Linked DNA regions of Mus musculus: region 1 is linked to region 2. The links are chromatin contacts, called in public HiChIP or PLAC-seq maps. All regions are on one chromosome and are shown on one strand. Each heading gives the region's core, a stretch centred on a gene start, on an enhancer-like site or on the middle of the called end of the contact. The rest is flanking DNA. Distances are from core to core; before and after follow the strand shown. Region 1 holds the start of Prss38 (protease, serine 38). Region 2 overlaps Wnt3a (wingless-type MMTV integration site family, member 3A).

Evidence for each region. HiChIP or PLAC-seq counts read pairs in DNA pulled down with a chosen protein or histone mark.
Region 1: an H3K27ac HiChIP or PLAC-seq map of embryonic stem cells shows a contact between it and region 2, with 7 read pairs. The contact joins the promoter of Prss38 here to the enhancer-like site in region 2. A contact is called at or near these places in 4 of 39 promoter capture datasets (cranial neural crest, hippocampal neurons, second pharyngeal arch cranial neural crest and 1 more), 2 of 115 datasets of contacts at active chromatin or transcription factors (both in embryonic stem cells) and 2 of 9 other capture datasets (adipose tissue and liver).

Annotation. Positions count from the first base shown.
Region 1 is chr11:59,372,026-59,379,165 of GRCm38.p6, forward strand. It overlaps Prss38 (protease, serine 38), which reads right to left and starts at 3,628. Exons shown (of 5, transcript NM_001045521.1): 1 at 3,470-3,628; 2 at 3,132-3,294; 3 at 2,141-2,412; 4 at 1,401-1,543; 5 at 644-1,145. The coding sequence starts at 3,605. The coding sequence ends at 891. Gm15755 (a long non-coding RNA gene) reads left to right here and starts at 3,389. Exons shown (of 3, transcript XR_388692.4): 1 at 3,389-3,860; 2 at 6,401-6,468.
Region 2 is chr11:59,279,906-59,286,486 of GRCm38.p6, forward strand. All of the region lies in intron 1 of Wnt3a (wingless-type MMTV integration site family, member 3A), which reads right to left. Among named protein-coding and RNA genes, the nearest start is that of Wnt3a, 7.6 kb to the right of the region's middle. Within about 2 kb of position 2,431, at least 19 of the 459 cell types and tissues checked have an H3K27ac peak or open chromatin away from gene starts, as enhancers often do. A contact at or near this core is called in embryonic stem cells, where this site is marked.

The DNA of each region.
Region 1 (7,140 bases), core at 2,378-4,877, 93 kb after region 2:
ATCTGGGGCACAGATCCTGCAGACATCAGACTTGGTGCTTAGGGAGTTTCTGCTCACTCATTTCCACACGTACCCTTTTGGCTTCTTCCCCTGTGCCTGCTTATTCTCAGCTCCTGTTTTCTCCTTTCCCACTTGGGATACTTCCATATTTCAAAACTCTTTTTTGACAACATTTAAACTGTGGTCTCTCCCCTCATTTGGGCTGTACCCATAGATCTATCCAGGTCAGTGTCTAGAAAAGCTGTTTGTTTTATATTTCTTCCCCCTCCCCAGAACTTCATTATATGGATGTGAGTGTTTTGCCCACATGTATGTCTGTGTGCCTCATGTGTGCCTTGGTGTCTGGTGCCTGTGGAAGCCAGAGTTAGGCACTGGATCCCTAAAATTGGAGTTACAAATGGTTGTGAGCTACCAGGTTGGTTCTGGGAATTGAACCTGGGTCCTCTATAAAGCCAGTGCTCTTACCCACTGAGCCATCTTTCCAACCTCCTGTACCTACCTTTTCACGTGGTGGGCACTTGCCTGACCGTGTCTGGATAACCTACTTTCTATGTGTGGATTTCTACCTACTGCACAGGGAAGGTGCCTGTAATAACACCAGAGCACGCATGAAGCGAGGATGGGAGCTCTGAGGCATTTGTTTCACAAATCTTTAATAACTTTTGACTGTCACATGAGTAGAATCCAAGCTCTTGGTTCACCCTAGCTTTCCCCCAACTCTCCCTCCTGGTCCTGCCCCTCTCCACATCTCATGCTCAGCCTCTTACAGACTTAGAGTCTGGGACAAGTGTCCTGACTTCATGGAACAAGATGCGTGGAAGCAGGATTTGAGAGCTAGAGAGGATAGAAACAGGGCATGTGGCAGCTCAAGTGGGTGGGCGTCTCCGTCCTCACAAAACCAGCAGGTGCCCCATTATGGTCACAAAAATGATTAAGGTGTTTTTCGGGGATGAAGAGAGGGACGGGAGTATCTGAGGAGGATTGGGTATGATTTGTAAGTGATAACGGATCCAACTCAAAAAATAGGAGACATTGGCAAACACTCCTGGGTACAGGGGTTGGGCACAACCACGCCCCCAGCTCACTATTCCAATCTGCAACCAGGTCTGGTTCTGCTTACATACCAGTGGACTGCCAGAGTCACCCTGAAAAGGAAGAGGGGCTTTCTGTGATCTACTAGACCAGGTATGCCCCTCAGGTGCAGAATGAGCGTCCATCCCCTCCCCTCCATGTAGCCCCCTCTCTGGCTGCAACAGAGCCCAGAGCCTCAGCACTGAGGTCTGATACAAGCGTATATTGATCATCCACTGTCTGTCTGGGTTCAGCCACCCCCAACCAACAGTCCCCTGCTTACATCAGAGCCAGCTCTGATCTGAAAAAAAAAAAAAAATGGGACATACCTCACACACATTCTTCATTGTCTTGATGTCTGCAGCACACAACATTTCTGGCAGGAGGTAGGAGCTTAATCCATAGAGCAGCTGACACTGGAACCTAGGGATTAGTGGCAACTGGGCTTCCAATAGCTCGTTCCCGGTTTCGCCTGTGAGGGGAGACGGGAGAGGAACTGCCAGGTGAGGATGTGTATCTGAGTTCAGCTAGGTCTTTCTTAGTCCTGGAAGGCAAGGAGGCAAAGACATTCTTGTGTTCTTGGTTAATGGAGGAGAAATCTAGAAGAAATACCCACTCAAAGAGAGCCCTCTCCACAAGCAAGAGTCACCAACACACAGGGAGGCCATGTCCTACACAGGGAAGCCCCACCCACACAGGGAAGCCCCACCCACACAGGGAAGCCCCACCCACACAGGGAAGCCCAGTCCAATCAGGAGGAGTTTGTTTTTCACACACATCATTCTGTCCTCCTTTCACACATATTTTGTTGTTGCTGTTTCAATGTGGATAATTTCTACTGATCTATCCCCAAGGCTACTGATTCCCCCTAAGCCCACCATAGACCCCATAAAGGAATTTTTCATATCTGAGAGCTGGTTTTTTGTTTTTGTTTTTGTTTTAAATTTCCAATGGGTTATTTCCTTAGAATCTGCATCTTTTGGCTTAAGCTGTTCTCCTAACCATCTTCCCAGACGCCAGGGAGAGCCATTCTATGCTCTGCTCCCATGAGATCTTACTTAGCTCATACCTTGTGGCGAGATCATTCCCCATCCGGTAGTCCAGCAAGACAGATTGATGAGGTACAAGTCGGAAGGTGGCAAGCAAATTGGGAGCACAAAGTCAGAAAATACGATGGCGCTCTTCAATTGCACTAGCGCCACGTCCCCTCCAATAGGGTGGTACATCTGGAAGGTGGGGTGAATGATCACCTGGTAAATCTCAAACCACTGAGTATGTCTGTTGGCCTTCTCAAGGTTGGTGATGCCCACATATATATCATAGGTTTCGAGTTTCTTCCCCCTGCCAAGCAGAACAGAAGCCAACTGCTTGCAGCCCCCTGTCTCACCAGCCCACAGACAGGGTCTGCCGGGTTGGAAAGCGTGAGCCTGCTTGCAGCACAGTGTAGGCCTATCTGACAGTCTGACCTCAGAGGTCCTGATTTAGACTGAAGGAGACTTGGGGATCAAGTCTTAGGAGCCTGTGTCTGGGCTTTGAGAGCCAGATAGTCATGCAATGGGCCCCTCTGTGGCCTCCTCCTGAATAGCTGATTAAACCCTGTGGGCCTGACTGGATGAGGCTTGGGAGACAGGGCCATCTGACCAAAGAAGGTTCTGTGGAGGAACACGGTTTCTAGTGTGGAGGACCTTGCTGGAGGAGGGAGGGTAAGCTGGGGGCAGGGGCACACTGTAAATGGAGACTTCTCAAGTGGGGATGTAGCCTGGTCTGTAAAGGACTGTGCTCAAGAGGCCAGGCCATGCACCTAAGTACTGACTGGCCCAGTCAGCTAGGGCTGATAAATCCAAGCTGGTCCACTGGGAGCAGCTTGAAGTCTGAGATCAAGGGAATGAGTGCATCAGCTATGGTGTTTAGGTTGGGGGTTGGAGGAGGGTGTGTGTGGGGGGGGGGGCACGACTTCAACAATGACTGCAGCAGTCCAAGCCATGGGCACATGGTCGAGTCCTCTCCTTTCCTGTGTCCCTGCTCCACTCATCACCCCTAACAGCTCCTGAACCTCTCACCTGTCAAAGCAGTGTGCTGCCGACAGCACCCAGTAGGCACTGAGGATGGAGCCACCACAGATGTGAAAGCCAGAGTAATGCAAGCTGACCTGCCACGGCCATTTCCGATCACGAGCAAACTCTCCACCCAAGAGCTTGCCTTGCAGGACTGGCTGGCCACAGGCTGAGGAGGGGGACAAATGCAGAGTGGGCCCAAAGCCACACCACAGGAGGGGCGGGCCACGGAGGGAGGAAGGGACATCGTGTATTTGAGTGGGGAGGGGCCAGGCCAGGGCTTAGGGCCGAGGTTCCACCCAGGGAGAAAGGATCACCACCGAGACCCTGGGACAGGGGCCTACCCACGTCACCGCTCAGTGAATTTGCCTGGCTTTTTGGGTGTCGGCGACTAACTGATGTGACCCAGGTTGGGGAAGCCAGTAGAAGCGGAAACAGCAGGTATCCCAGGACGCCCAAGCCGGAAGTGAGGGCGGCCATGAAGCCAGAGTCGCAGCCCAGCAGGAGAGGGCAGCTGACCAGGAAATGTGACAGCGCCTCCACTGGTGAGGACGTGAACTGGACACGTGACGGCCCCTGGATCCTGGATGCGTTGGTGGCATCCCCAGCAGGTGACTTTGAACTAGCGGATGTGGATGGAAGGAACCTGAACTGTGTGGAGGCTGATACTGCAGATTGCCAACAGGACCACTCTGCCAACAGGGCAGGATGCCAGACGACCTAACCTCACCTCAGGTACGGGCGACAGACACTACCTGCGACACACACACACACACCATGGTCAGACTTGGATATACAAGTTCTTTTTGAGGATTCTGTGTTTCAAATTCCATTGCTCTAAGATCTCTCAGTGGCCGACTCAGATCTGTAAGATTTTTACTATTTACACATGCACCATCTACTATGAAATCTTTTTTTAAAATTAAGCCTTTGTTTATATACAGTAAAATCTACCCCTTCTTGTAAATTTTGACAACCCTTTTTTTTTACTTTCAAGGGAGGATCCCAGCTGATAGATAATGGTGGTGTATGCCTTTAATCCCATCACTGGGAAGGCAGGTCACCTATGGCCTTAGAGGTTCATTCATGTATGCATAGCTTCACCCACATAGATACACACAATTTAAAAGCTATTTTAAAAATACTATTTATTTATTATTAGTTATACGAGTACACTGTAGCTTACTTCTGACACACACCAAAAGAGTGTATCAGATCCCATAACAGATGGTTGGGAGCCACCATGTGGTTGCTGGGAATTGAACTCAGGACCTCTGGAAGAGCAGTCAGTGCTCTTAACCACTGAGCCATCTCTCCAGCCTTAAAAGCTATTTTAAGGAGAAGATTCCATAAGACTATGAAATAAAGGATGAGAAAAATTACAAAACTTTACGAGAGTTGTCGAAGTCAAAGGGATGGAGCTGTCCTGTGCACTTGGGTGTGATGTCATAAATATACTGTATACTTATACTGGGCATAAAGGTTGATGTCATAAACACAGCTGTTTCTGATCACACTAGATTCACAGCAAGTCTGAACAGAAGGCAAACAAGAAGAATTCTAAGGCTTCAGCAATTAAGATTATCAGTAAGGTACAGCCTAGAACAAAAACTAACAGGGGCAGGGAGAGACACGATGGAATTGTCTTCATCAATTCAGATGTTAAAACAAAACTCAGCCAGGCGTGGTGGTGCATGCCTTTAATCCCAGCACTTGGGAGGCAGAAGCGGGTGGATTTCTGAGTTCGAGGCCAGCCTGGTTTACAAAGTGAGTTCCAGGACAGCCAGGGCTATACAGAGAAACCCTGTCTCAAAAAAAAAACAAAAAAACAAAAAAACAAAAACAAAAAACAAAAAACAAAAAAACCCTCCAAGACTAGAGATGGTTTCGTGATTAAGAGCTAATGCTGCTCTTCCAGGGGACCTGGGTTTAATTCCCAGCACCCATGTTGTGGCTCACAACCATCTGCCACACCAGTCCCAAGGGACCCAACCCAATACCCTCTCCCGGCCTCTCCTCAAGCACTGCACACACATGATACACACACATGATACACACACATGATACACAGACATGATACACACACATGATACACACACATGATACACAGACATGATACACAGACATGCACACACATGATACACAGACATACACACACATGATACACAGACATACATGCAGGCAAAACATCTATACATATTTTAAAAAGAAAGAAAAGAAAAAAAAATCATTAAAAAAATTTAATCAGGCTAGATGGCTTGTGAAAACAGACAGTATTCTTTGCCTTTGGGGGCTGGGGTTCTGAGATTAGAAGGCCAGCATTGCGCTGTCAAGCTCCTCGTGGCTTACAGAGTGGAATCTGCTGCTCACGTCCTCACAGCGGCAAGGCTGCGAGAACTCCGAAGCCCCTTCTGTAAGGACACGACTGTCATTCACATGCATCACCACCATCACCCCCAAGGTGTCATCACTCTTCTTGGAGTCAAGACTCCAAGCCCTGAAGGGGAAGGAGGCAAACTTCAGTCTATTACTGAAATGAATCCCAGACTTAGATCTTTACACAGAGCACACAGCACTCAAGAGGCACACACTGTCAGTGAAAAGTCTGTTGGACACAGGATCTGCAGAGGGCGAGAATGTGATCTCACCACACCCTTTATACAGAGCTGAGCTAAAGTGATCAAGAAAGTGCTTTACAACTTTAGGTTGAAATGCAAGACAAGCTTCCGGTGACAATGAGCAACCCTCCTCCTAAGACAAGGAAAATCTCATGGCAGCACACAAATGTCATCTCCATAGAAGCAGGAAATATCTAAAGCATGGTGATGACTCCCCTGAGTAAGCTAGGCTAGCGAGGAGATCCTGGAACCCAGGCTATCCCGCCCTTTCGGGAAGGGCCAGGAAGGGACTCTGTCATTTTTGGCATCTTTCTGGGTTAAGGAAACAAATAGGAGTCCAGGACCCATCAAGGGTGTGGGCCATACTCAGCCACACCTGCTTTTGACTGAAAACAAAGAGGAGTGTGCCCAAAGGGTGAGGGGATGGGCAGAGGCAAGTCAGCACTCTGCTGGACAGTAGCCCAGCTTAGCATCATCTGGGTGGCTCAGGCCCTAAACTCAGGAATTCTCAAGTTCTCCAGCCCTCAGCTCAGTGTAACTGCAGGTGGCTGGGGGGTCTGTATCTGCAGCAAATGCAAAAAGGAGCTTTCCAGAACACCACCAGCCTTGCCCTAGCTATTGCTTATTTCTGCAAATAACATTTAGATATTTCTCCAGCCCAGGAGCAAAGACGAAAGAAACCTGAGAGGAGATATGGTGAAGGAGAAGCAGCCCAAAAACAGATGGTAAGAAACCTAGGCACTTGAATTATCAGCCAGAGACATAAAGGTCATGGTTTGTTGTGCTAGAGTCGGGGAGGAGAATCTAGGTCTCTAAATTTCTATTTTTCTCAACAACTGGACAGTATACAGCTAAGATTAAAAAAAAAAACCCACCATGAAACACCTAGAATTAAAAACCCCAAAAACCCAACTCAGAGCTCCCTGAATGGCCTTAACAAGAGTTTAGGCCCAGATGAAGGCAGAATCCATGAAACAGGGTGCAAGTCCAAAGAAGCTACTCACAGTAGGAGGAAATGGGATACTTGGAAAGAAGTGTGAGGTGCTTTAATGCTGGATGTGTCTCCCCCTCCTCTCTCCTTCCCCTCCTCCCTCCCCCCTCCTCCCTCTCACTCCTCTTTCCCTGGTTCCCCTTTTCCATTCCTCCCTCTTTCCACCTCCTCCCTCTCATTTCTCTTCCCCTGACTCCCCTTTTCCACTCCTCCCCATCCTTCCCTCCTCCTCCTCTTTCTTCTGGATCCTCCTCTTCCTCTTAGTTTCAGTAAACTATAATTTTTCTTTTTCTGTCTTTTTTTTTTTCCCTCTTTCAGTTTCTGATTGTTTGTTTGACACAGGGCCTCACACTGTCCTGCCTGGCCTGGAACTTGCTATGCCACTGAGGTAGTTACCATTTGGTGG
Region 2 (6,581 bases), core at 1,181-3,680:
GAGCATGGGCACGGGATTAGCACTGAGACACTGCACAGGAGTATGATTCAGCGGTCCCTATGCCCACCAGGTTTCTACAGCTTAGGCTGAGTACAGCTGCTCTCTAGCACACACAGCTGCCTGACTCCATCCCCTATCCCCAGAAGCCTCTCCAAGCCCAGAATCTAGCAGCACCTCAAATTCTGAGGTATTCCCAGAGTTCTGAGGTCCAAAACTATGCCCAGAATGTCAGGACTTTGGGGCATACACTGAGTTCTAAGTTTATGCTACTCGTGTGCTTTCAGAAGTTGGATCCAAAGCATGGAGTTTGCCTCCGAGTTTCTGGCTCTGAGACCACAGAGGGACTCTCAGGGGCTACCCTAAGCCACAGCCACCCAGTCCTGGAGAACTCAGTCCTACAAAAACACAAAATGAGCCCCAACAATGCGAGTGAGGTTAGAAGTGGCTTCCTGGTCTGGCTGACACCTTGAGCTGCAAAAGTTCTTAAATCTGGGGCATCTGCTCTGCTCTGACAAGAACCAAGGGGCACAGCACTGTTCTTCTCACTGCACTGGATTCTTCTACCCCTACCTGAGTCCCAACACCCAGAACAAAAAGGCATCTCTGGGAGATGCCACCTTTTAGGCACCTTGTGTCCAAGCTCCAGGGGCACATGACACAACGACATGCCACAAGCTTGTTGGCTTAGCCTGTGGACAGCTGCCCCTTCCTGATGCTACTCAGGACCTTTCCACAGATCATCTCTTGCTGTGTGTGTCCCTTCAGATCTCTCATCATTGTCCCATTCCCATATCTGCCCACCCTCAGCTCCAGTTGCCCTGGGTGGAGCTCACGAGTGATATGTTCACAGACCCTGTATGTGACAAACTAGGACAGGTGCGACCCAAGACCACCTGGGACAAGAAACCAAGGCTTGGTGAGTGGAGCCTATATCAAGACTTCAGGTTGATATGGCAAAAACAATGGTCCCCAAGGCACACTGGCTCCCAAGGGCACCCCCTCACGCATTCCTGTTCAGGTGTGAACACATGCACTAGATGGGCAGGGATCAATCCTGTATGTTGTTCCTTAGGAACTATGTCTTGTTATAGGGTCTTTCATTGGAACCTATAGCTTATTTTAGGCTAGGCTGGCTGGTCAGTGAACTTCGGGGGCCTGCCTGTCTTTCCATCCTCAACACTGGTATTTCAAAACTATACTACCAGATAATTTTTTTATGTGTGTCCTAAGGATCAAACACAGGTCTTTGTGCTTGTGTAACAGATACATAATCTACTGACTGAGCCATCCTCTTGGCCCTGATACACTGTAATAGTCTTAAAATGTATTAAGCAAAGTAACATTCATGAATGAGTCCAATACAGAGAAATGCATCAAGCCGAACTGTGCAGCTAGCACATCAAAATGAGACAGTGTTACAAAAGAGGCAGGCTTCACTTACAGGACCACTTCCATCAAGGGAGAGTCACCAAGGGAGATGAGAGCAATGATCTTAACTGTGAGGACTCATCTCATCATCTCATCACTGTGCTGGTCTATTCTGGTCTGCCCTCTGAGACTCTTGGAGCCTCAGTGTCCCTAGCTGAACCGTAGGTGACCAACCGTAGGGTTGGAGCATAGTGACAGAAACACAGTTTTAAGCTGCTGATCTGAGGTCTCTTCTAGCCTGACATTCCATAACTGTAAAGATACTCCAAAGACAAGCATTTTGCTAAGGCTTGAGTCCAAACTCGAAACACCTGAGTGCCTTCCTGGGCCCTGACCTGGCCTTTGCCACCTGCCTTTTCTGCTTTCTCCACCTGATTCTCCCAGAACTTAATGATAGACATAATTTCCCCTAGACATCTGAAATTCCACTGGCCTCTTGAGCCATTGCTCTCTCTTAAAGGCCAATACTTATCAGATCCAACCCCCAAGAGATATCAGGGGTTGGAGAAGGGACAGGGACCAGTGGGACCTGAGCCCTGGCAGTTAGCCAGTCGCCCTTGCCTGCTTACAAGGCCCAAGAGACAGCTACCAGCCAGACAAACGGGGGTCTTCATCCCATCCAAAACGCACCTAGTCTTTCCTGAGCCCCTGGGCCCGCCCTGAGCCTCCAGGAGTGTTGTATGAACTCTTCCCTCCCCTTTCACACAGGATCCCTCTAACGTGTGTAAACCCATGTGCAGACAAAGACAGAGAACCCTCAGGTTACTCAAAGGACCCCGTGTCCTGACTTAGGCTGAGCCCTTATCTTTTGCCCAGGAAGAGCATTAAGAATGGGAGACCCTGTAACCAGTCACTTCCAATCCACATCCAGCTCCTCCAGTTGTGAGGTCACCGTAAGGTCTGAACCCTGCCTTGGGGTGATGGAAACAGCTAGGGCAGGAGGGCCCTGCCTGGGCCTGGGGAGAAGCTGGGAGGAGGCACACCCTCGCTGCACCCATTTCTCTGCACCTGGCCTTTGTGATTCACGGTGGGAGGAATTCATTCCATTTCCCCTCTCTCTGCCAACCAGGGTGGAGGACAGCCTCTTGGGAGAAGCCTACAATCTTACTTTCGGCTAGAATTTTAACTGTCCAACTTGACATCACATTGTAAGGTCCTCTGGACAAACCCCCACCAAATAAAATTAGTGTTCTCCTGCCATTCCTTCTCTGAAAGGTCCAGCCACCCCACCCCACCCCAAGCCTTTTCTTGGGTCCTAGCAGAAGGACTGGCAGCCAAAGTTAGGCAGTGGACCCTAAGCACTTCAGACCTCAGGTAACTGCTGAGGCCGCCCTCAAAATGATCCCAAAATGCAGATGTTTAAACTATGCCTTAGAAAGTGAGGCTGAAACTTTTTATCCTTACAAAAGCATGCGCGCGCACGCGCGCGAGCGTGTGTGTGTGTGTGTGTGTGTGTGTGTGTGTGTGTGTCAAACAAGAACAAGCCACACCAGTGAAAATGCCCGTGTTATGCCAATCAGATCTCAGACTCCTCTTGCTTTCATTTTCACTAATGCTGTTAATTTTTTATTACTTGTTCCTAGTTTGTCTTTAAAGGGGTAGGCATCGCCGTCTACTTAGAGCTCGCTATGTTTTGGAACATAGCCCCATCCTTAGACTAGGAGTTTCATCCTGTGGCTGCAGCCACGTGAGCCACGCCTGCAGCCGGCAAACACTAATGGTTTTTCTCCCTCCTCCTTCCCTTGCTCCTGTTGAAAGGCCGGGCACCTGGCCAGGGATATAGCAGAGACGCTGGCTGTGACATGCAGTAGAGGAAGGAGGCTGGTCCAGGACTGGGAGATGGGCAGCAGGCCAGCCCAGCCTGGGCCAGCACTGGCCTCCCTGGGCCAAGGCTCCCCAGCTTCTATTTGGTCGCAAGTAGATTTTCCCATCCTTGTGTCATGGCACCAGTTCCATGTGAGCTACTGTCGAGCCTCCAGGAGCAAGCAGGGGACCCACTGTTATTTATGGTGGAAGCTTGTAGTCAGGCGGACAGGGGCTGTGTGAAGAAGTAACTTGGTGCTGAAGTGGGTTGCATTTGGACAGACATAGGTGAGGAGGCCAGGCTACAGTACTGTTATTCACTTGAGTACTGTGACACCCTTTCCTGGTGTCCTGGGCTTTAGTTTCCCTATTTACCCAATGAGGTGGTAGGCTTTATTCTAACTGAGGCTTCAAGATAGGAGTGGGACATATAAGTCTCCATTGCTTTTCTGACTTTAGAGAGTCACATCCTATGGACAGAGCCTCTGCGTGCATGTGCTCTCACGTTTGTGTGTGTGTGTGTGTGTGTGTGTGTGTGTGTGTGTGTGTGTGCGAGTGCTACCTGCCTGTCTGGGACTGTGTCTGTCCACCTCTCCCTGCATCTATATCTGGTGCAGGAAGTGCCTTGCTTGCCTGACTTCTCTTATCCGCTGCTGGCATGGAATCAGGCACAGTAAGCACTGAGTTGGATCCTAGCAGGTAGGGTTCCTAAGGCTCTGCCCAGGCCCAGAGGGAACAAGGAGGATCATGAGTAGAGAAGTCTCTGTTGATAAGGGTCCTGGGCCAGAATGCTGTGGGTCCCACTCAGGCCTTTCTCTCTGGAGCACTGGGCCTCTCAGTGACATCACCAGGCTTCCACACTCATACCTGAGACCCAGGGTATGGGACTCACTCTGTTCATGGACAAAGCACACTGTCCTCTTTTGAATGGGGCTGTCCAGGAACCATTCAGATGGAGAGCTGTCCCCACGGTACCTGTGTTCCTGAGATCCCCAACAATCCGCTGCCTTCCCACGAATGGACAGCATCCCCAGAAAATGGAAGCCCTCCTTGAGGATCCAGCACTTTCTGAGTTGGGGAGGGGTCCCAAGTCCTTACTCCAGTCAGCACAGGGCCCTGCCTGAAGCCTTCCCAGCCAGCGCCTGTCCTGCCCCGCCGGGCCAGCAGGATTACTGACACATACTTTGAACGAGTCCTGGCAGGCGGGAGGCTCCCGCGCCGGCGGCCATGTGTTTGCCAGCCTCTCTGGGCGGCAGCGGCACGTTCTGCTGGTGAAGGAATGTGGAAGCACTAATGTATCAGACACCTCGAGGGTGTCACCTGGGGAGCCCTGGAGGGAGACCTAGGTAGAGGCAGAGGCCAGGTTCCTCTAGGTCTCAGAGCTGGAAGGTTGTCACATGGTGGGATGGGGGAAAGTATCAGAAATATTCAAACATGTCCCCGCGTCCACCATGCTTCAGTACAGCGCCTATTGTCCACTGGAAAGACTCTGTTCGGGCATCCACTCAACTCAACCCACTGGTTGGCTGCAAAGGGCAAAAGAGCAAGGCCAGGGGAGAGAAAGGAAGCTGTACTGACTGGGTCTGCTTGACTTTGATGATAGGTGTTAGAAGGGTGCTCTTTCCAAAGGGAGTGGTGTGCTCCTGGGTACAGGTGGCAAGGCCCACATAGCTAAGGCCTCTCTGGCCATGGGCCTGTGTCTTCTCTCTGAGCTTTAGTCCCAGAACTCTCTCTAAATGCAGCATGTGATCAACAGCTCACCACAGAGACAAGTTTCCTCCAGCTGCACACGGTGGAGTTGAGGGCTTTGTGAATTCTAAGGAGGGCTATGTGGCTCTTGTGTTGTTAACGGTCTCCTGGAAGTTTCAGCCTTCAGAATGGAAGGGAAGTGGCCAGCTCCCTTTCTCAGCCTTGGATTCTGCCACTCACCGAGTCCTTGCTAGCAAGACTGGTATGAGGACAAGCCCTCAGGAAGCCTTTTCACGCCCTGAACCTAGGTCAGCTTCCTGCCAGTTCTCTACATCCTCGGCTGCAGCCTCTGAGGCCAAGCAAAAGACAAAGCCTCCTTCTCCAGAGGGAGTTGGAGATCCAAATGGTCCTTCCTGAACCCTCTCAGCCCAATAGCCTAATTCTTCACCTTCCCAGAACAAAGGCAAATGCAGAAATCCCAAAGGCTGGGCCAGCAGTCCTCACATTCGAGAACTAGGGTATAGGTAGAGAAAGAGCTCTGCTGATGAGTGATTTCAGCCTGCTACACAGGCTCAGATGCCTACCAGACCAAGCAGAGAAGAACCGGACTTGTTGGTGCACTGTCATTAAGCTGCGGCAATACCCACCACCACCACCAACACCACACAGAGAGAGATGCACTTCTTCACAGAGAATTGACTGATCTTTTACAGTTAGGCTCTGGTCATGTATCAAAAAGCACTGATCATATTCTGATTCTCAGGGCCAAGGTGACAAATCTGAGTCCTGTTTCCTGAATCCTGAACCATACCAAAAGAAGATGTTGAGTTGCTAAGGGTCTGACCCTCCAGGCCAAAGGTTTTTTTAGTTTTAGTTTTGTTTTCCCCCCTGAGATAGGGTCTATGTGTATAGCCCTGGCTGACCTGGAACTCATTTTGTAGACCAGGCTGGCCTCAAACTCAGAGATCTGCCTGCCTCTGCCTCTGCCTCTGCCTCTGCCTCTGCCTCTGCCTCTGCCTCTGCCTCTGCCTCTGCCTCTGCCTCTGCCTCTGCCTCTGCCTCTGCCTCTGCCTCTGCCTCTGCCTCTGCCTCTGCCTCTGCCTCTGCCTCTGCCTCTGCCTCCACAAATGCTGGCTTTAAAAGCAGGCTGTGTGCCACCACTGCCTGGCCAGGTCAAAGGTTTGTACAAGGGACCAAATGTCTGTATATGTAGGGTTGTTACCAGGCCATTAATAATTGCCTAAAGTATACTCAGTGCTATTGACTCACTCTCTGCTCTCTGGCCACAAAGGAGTCTGGGAAACCACACACACACTATACATATATATATATACACACACACACACACATATACATATATATATACATACACACACATATATACATATACACACACACACACACACACATATATATATATATATACATATATATATGACATAGAAAGTCATTTTAAGGGGACATAAAGCTGGGTGGAAGAAAGACACCCAGCCTTGGAGACATCCCCACCCCACCCCACCCCCGCCCCATAACATTTGAAGGGTGTGAGCATCAAAATGTGGAAGAGTGGGTAAGTTGGTCTCTGGAAAGGGCTGACTTTGAATGTTCCTCTTGGGGTTAATGATGACAGTTTGAGTGATTGGCAGTTCTGAGGAAGCAAC